2 separate regions of the Mus musculus genome follow, and region 1 is linked to region 2. Evidence: chromatin contacts called from public promoter capture Hi-C data. All regions are on one chromosome and are shown on one strand. The core of a region is the stretch at or near the end of the contact, and the rest is flanking DNA. Distances in the headings are between cores, read along the strand shown.

Evidence for each region. Promoter capture Hi-C pulls out the DNA fragments that hold promoters and counts their contacts.
Region 1: a contact with region 2 is called in a promoter capture Hi-C map of hematopoietic stem and progenitor cells, with 2.8 times the contacts expected there. The contact joins the promoter of Calca here to the enhancer-like site in region 2. A contact is called at or near these places in 10 of 39 promoter capture datasets (the 3T3-L1 cell line, cranial neural crest, embryonic stem cells and 6 more), 1 of 484 Hi-C or Micro-C datasets (embryonic stem cells) and 6 of 115 datasets of contacts at active chromatin or transcription factors (embryonic stem cells, epiblast stem cells and stem cell-derived neural progenitor cells).

Annotation. Positions count from the first base shown.
Region 1 is chr7:114,634,708-114,637,799 of GRCm38.p6, forward strand. Calca (calcitonin/calcitonin-related polypeptide, alpha) reads right to left here and starts at 1,650. Exons shown (of 5, transcript NM_001033954.3): 1 at 1,505-1,650; 2 at 420-514. The coding sequence starts at 505.
Region 2 is chr7:114,307,883-114,310,929 of GRCm38.p6, forward strand. No RefSeq gene overlaps it. Among named protein-coding and RNA genes, the nearest start is that of Psma1, 33 kb to the left of the region's middle. Within about 2 kb of position 1,274, at least 10 of the 459 cell types and tissues checked have an H3K27ac peak or open chromatin away from gene starts, as enhancers often do. A contact at or near this core is called in hematopoietic stem and progenitor cells, where this site is marked.

The sequences.
Region 1 (3,092 bases), core at 400-2,899, 330 kb after region 2:
AGTTAAATGATAAGTGCAGGCAAATTGAATGACAAAATAATTACTGTTGAATCTGAATTGGGGGCTCATTTTAATAAATACAGTTTGTAAAGTAGATGAGAAATAGATTAACAGATTATAAATTAGAGTCAGTAATATTTATTGGCAAGTTAGCAGATTAGAGTAAAATTCATGTCTCATAAGGAATGAATTGAACAAAAAGGTTTAACTCTTGATACTAAATATGGGGGGGAAGTGGTGAAAGCATTTTGTTAGTTAAAGGGCTACTTGAAATTTAAGCTTATAGTGAACTTACATGTGTGTCTATGTACATGTATATATTTTTCCACCAGATAGTTGGGTTTTAAACATTCGGTACTCTGTGGTTAACAGGAAGTTGGCCAGTCCCAGGACACTAGGACTCCTGTCTTTACACGTACCTCAAAGGCACTGCCTGGAGGCTGCATGCCTGGTACAGGAGCAAGATGCTGACAACCAGGAAAGGGGAGAACTTCAGGAAGCCCATGATGCCTTCCTGCAAGAGAAGAATGTCTATTTATTCATTTGTTTATTTATATCAGTTCAAGGTTCTATAAGCCCATGGACCTGGCTTTCTGTGTGCTTATGCCTGTGACTCCCCGACATTTTGGCTTCATACTGATAACCACATTTCTCATCATCTTTGTTCCCTCATTGTCCAGTGTGCATGTAGCCTATACGGTTTGGAAAGAATCTTAGCCCTAAAGATGGAGGAGGGGGAGGGTGCGGGGGGTCGGGGGTGGTGGTGGTGGTGGTGGTGGTGGTGGTAAAGGAGTGGTGGTGGTGAGATCAGTCTCAAGGATTCTACGAATCCCAGGTGTCTCCTGTCTCTACATCTGTCTCCACAGGGAAGTGTAGAGTTGTCTTCTCTTTGTGAGTTTTTTTACAGACACCTAAGAATGTGAGAAAGAAAGTCTATGGAGAGGGAATCTTTCTGCCTTGAAATCTGAGAAACTGACGGCTGCACTGCTCAGCTGCTCCACCCTCTGGCAACTCAGTTGCCTACAAGAACCAATCTAAAGTTGAGGTGGAAAACACTTCTCTGTTAATCCCAGGGTCCCAAATCGGGGTTTGCAATTGCGGCAACTGACTCTTGTTCGCTACATATTGGCCCTAGGCTCGGACTCAGGACCAATTTCTCAGGAAACGAGAATACTGAAAGCACCATCTAAGAAGAGCTACGCCCGACTGCGCGCGTGAAGCCTAGGAGCTCAGCGTCCCAAGATTGGTGGATCAGGTGTACAGAGAGAGAGAAACGTGAGACTGGAGCCTGCGCTCCAGCGAAACTGAAGGAAGGCTCTGCGGACCAGTTCTGTAGGGACCTATCTGGATCGGGATCTAACACGAACCACGCTAGGACTAATGACTAACGGGGACTGGGATTGTCAGGAAAGACAAACCAAGGACTAACAGCGAGAGCGGGAGAGAAGAGGGAGAGGAAGAGAAAAGTAGAACTACACACCTGAACAGGAATTTTAGGGCTCACCTGGTGAGCGGTGCCTTGGAGCTGAGCCTGCGGGGATCCTGATGGAGCCAGGCAGTGCTTGCGAAGCGGTGACTCTTGATCCTGGCAGTGGCTCCTGTGCCTCCCAGCGCCTGCAGCTGCTCTTATTCCCGCCGTGGTGAGTCGGGAGGGGTCTCGGGGCTCCAGGCAGCCAATAGGTGGAAGGGCCCCATGCCCCAGACAGATTGCGTCACCTCTGTGCTTCCAGAACTCAGAGCATCTAGCAAGATGACACCATTTGAATTTAAATTGAGGTCATTGGTGGAAGTGGGGGAGATGATACGGATCAGTGAGAGCCACCCTTAAAATTAGCGGGAATTTGGAGGGCCTTTTGACATCAAGATAAATTTCATCTCTTCTTTCCTTCTTGACTTTGAATATTCCTGACTCCAATCTCAGAATCTTGGAGAGTAGAGTCCAGTATCTCAAGCACTCCTTGCTGCATGTCTGATTCTAATCGTACCCCCACCCCCACCTAAGTCCGTGCCTAATCTAGAATAGTTTAGTGCACCTGAGGGATGAATTCTTGATCTGCAAGGCTAGTTCTGGCAGCGTGGCACACAGGTTTAGGCAGATAGTCAGAGGTGTTGGTACTGCACACAAGGACTCAGTTAGACCCGAGGCTTGTGGCAGCTGCCTCATTTGGGGTTATGTGGCCACAGGTAAAATGAAAAATGAAAAAAAAAATCCTCAAAAATCTGACACCCCCCAAAAGACCCCCAAAGCCTGCATGAAACCTCAACATATTAAACTTTTCAGTGGGTATCATAGTCCCCCTTTGAAGGGCCTGCTTGTAGAAAGAAACCTTGGTGTTTTCTGGGCTATAAAATCTCTCTTTCTCCAGTGTGAATCATCTGTATTCAGCTTGGCATTCCTAATGCGCTGGATAACACACTCACATGTGTGAGAAGGGGTTGTATTTAGCTGGGTCCTGCTTGGGGTAGGGGGTACGAAGGGGTAGTGGGGAAAGTACAAAGAAGAACCAGATGCCTCCAAAGTCTCCATTGTAGATCTTTTTCTCCTCCTGCCTGGCTATCTATCACTTCTCATTAGGCTGCCTGCCTGCCTAAGGATTTGCACAGCTGTCCTTTTGCTTCCTGCTGCTGTTTGCCAAGATGTTCCAGTTGTATTTGATCCGGGGGTGGAGTGGGAGGCCCTCTCACCCCCACCCTTAGATCCCTGAGCTGAAGAGCTAAAGAGCAGGCAGGCTTGACAGTGCTGCGGAGATGCTGCCCATCCTAAACCTCACACTTGCTCCCAGTCACACTTCTCCTGGCACAGAGACTCTCCGCTCTTTCCAAAAAGGCATCCTCTCCAGAAAGCACAGCCACTCAGCAGTCTCTGTGGCCCACAGAAGCATCCTTAGTGGTTCTCAAATTGTCTGAAGCCTGCCTTCACGTCCCTCCTGCAGTCCATGCCACATTCCCACAGGATGTTTGCTCTTGGATCTCCATCTCACATCAGATTAGTTTGACTTGATCCCTCTCACAACCACTCCCCTGATTTGGACACTCATTTTGTCTGAGCAGTGAGCTCCAGGAACACCGACAAGGGTGGAGGTCCTAACTGG
Region 2 (3,047 bases), core at 24-2,523:
TATTTTGTGATAAATACTAAAATCTTCAAATGAAAATAGATTGTAATTTAATACCTTTTAATATTTTTAAAGCATATGGTGTCATATAACATTCCTTTTATTTCTTCCTGCATAATTAGAGTGCATTTGGCTCAAAATCATTCACATGGCAATAGCCACAGTCATATGAATATTCAAAGAAAGACGCAGAATGAAAAATCTGACAGTGGTTAATAATGAGTGGGTGGAGTATAAGTGAACTACTTTTTGTTTACCTATAATAACACATATTATGGCCTCAATTAGCATCCACCCTTTCTTTGCTTATAAAAAAAGAAACTCTTTAAATAAAATGAGGAAAATAAAAATATTAACTGTTAAATAATAAGGCATTTATAAGGAAATAAAAATGAGAGGGGGGAGTTGGGGAATACATCACATTAAGGCAATTTCAGATGATAGCATTTGCTTAGTGTGATTCATCAGGACACTCTCCAGACCTCTGTGTGGGCTGATCTTTCCACAGCTACTCCCTGGGATCTCTCACACGTCCTCTGCTGTCCCCACCTGTCTCCATTCTGCTCCTGGAACAGCTATCATTTACCTGAGTGAGCTAGTGAGCTTCAGCCAAGATTTCTTCCTCAACATTTCCCTTTAAAGAATAATCAGAACAGCTCCTTACATTGAACTACTTTTTTTTTGGGGGGGGGGGGTTCGAGACAGGGCTTCTCTGTGCACCTCTGACTGTCCTGGAACTCACTCTGTAGACCAGGCTGGCCTTGAACCAGGCTGGCCTGCCTCTGCCTCCCGAGTGCTGGGACTAAAGGCATGCGCCACCACTGCCCGGCTAAATTGAACTACTTTTTTTCTTTTCATTTTCAGTCTGTTTTACAGTTCCATGTGAGTATACTGTGCACTGTGATTATGTTCATTCTACTACTTACCCTCTCTCTTTCTCTCCAACTTATCCTCACCCCCTTCTTCCCAGATAGTCCAGCTCCTACCTTTATGTCCTTCCTTTTCTTCCCTCCCTTCCTCCCTCCCTTTCTCCGTCCTTCCCTCCCTTCTCCCCTTTCCCCCACCCCCTCACCCTATGCCTTTTGAAGCTGTTTAGTCTTCTCAGTCATGTATCGTGTCTGCTGTCCATCTAGTCTGAGTTTCTCCAGGGTGTCATTATGGTTTTGGAGTTTTCTCAATGTTTCTTGCTAAATTGGCTCCAGAGTATGTAATGGTGATTTGAAGTCCTCATTGTAAACGGAGCTGCCTTTTCCACTTTCACTTCTGGCTACTGATGATAACATTACAGCAACCATTGTAAAACCTGGTCTCCTGCTGGCCCCTGGAAAGAGCGGTTGCCCAGTGTGCTCAGCAGAGCTGTATCTCCACTGCCTGTTTCCTTCCACACGTTTGTGTCTGTGGTAGACAGTGTCTGACAGTGTTTGTCCCCATGAGCCAGGTAGATAGTGTGCCTTTACCATTTCCCTCTGTGAATGAGCCAAGTTAACTGACCGAGGCAGGAACTAAATGCCTGTCCCTGACACCAAAGCCACCATAGGCCTTTGCTTTCACCAGCTCTCATTTGAAACAGCCACAGTTGCCCGGCTACTTTGGGAGCCATTGGTTTCTGTGAGACTGAAGGCTGACATGGTACTGATTACTTGAGGGTTGGTTGTAGATTTTCAATCAGCAGACAGGAGTTCTACACAACATCTTAAAGGATGGTGTGCTTTGAAATTACAGAAACAGTGTGTGTTCACTACAAAAAGACGAAAAGATGGATAATATGTAAAGATACTATGGCTAGTATCTTTCCTTCCAAAGGTTTTCAGTAGGATAGACACAATCACATGTACAAATTTGCATATTTAAGTTATATCCTTGGGTTGGGAGGAGTTTTCCATAGTAGAGGAACTGGTTAGCAAGCTTCAAATCTTGAATGTGATCTTCACCACTGTCTATCTGTCTGTCTATCACCTCGTTTGAAAAGTGTACTTTTGCACATTTTAACATTTCTAAGATTGAAAAGCAGTTTTAAAATTAAATGATTTACTTAAAAATTTTAAATTATTTTATGTGAATGGGTGCTTTCTCTTCATGTGTGCCTGAGCACCATATTCTCCTACAGAGACCAGAAAGAGGGCCTCAGATCCCATGGAACTGGAGTTACAGATGGTTGTGAGCTGACATGTGGTTACTGGGACTTGAACCTGGGTCCTCGTAGCAAACACCATGAAACTCGGGTTTTAAAAAATTACATCTCAAAGCACAAAGTGCATAAAGAGGTGGATTTCATTGTGGTGTTTGGCATCCATATGGCACTATGTGTTTTATCCATCCCCCTTCTCCATCTTCCTGATCATCTAGACTCCACCCCCTTCTCCGTTTTCCTGATGCATTCAGGCTCCATCTTCTTTCTCCATCATCCTGATGCATCCAGGCTAGTTCAGTTCCTCTTCCCAAACTGTATCCTTCTCCCCATTTTATGTCACACTATATCTTTAAAGGGAGAGAAAATGAAAGAATTTAATACATCATTTTACACAATGCCTTCCAAAAACTTACAACAGCTTCCTCATACCTGTGATGCTGAGAAATAGCGATCCTAATCTGGAGGGATCCTAGAGAGCCAGTGGTTCTCAGTCCATGGTGGAATCCTAACATCAGTGGGGGAATCAGCAGCTTCAAAGGGAAGGCCTACCAGTAAAAGGCTAATAACCACTCACTCTTCTCCTGGGTTCCTTGTTATCAGGGCTGCTGCCAAAAGGCGCTGTCCACATTTTGGGGTGGGTCTTCTCATATCAATTAAAGCAATGAAGACAATTTTCAAGTGAGGTTCTCAGCCCAGGTGATTCTAAATTGTTGCAAGCTGACATATATATCAACTACCACATACATGTATTAATTGTTGTCTGTTTTCACCCCTGCCTCTCCATTAAGATCCCTTCCTCCCCTCTGTCCCTACACTCAGTGTCACATAGTGACCTACACCCACCCACCCACTCACATACTATACAAACATGCTATATACACACCCATACTAACCCCCCCCCCACACACACACAACAGAG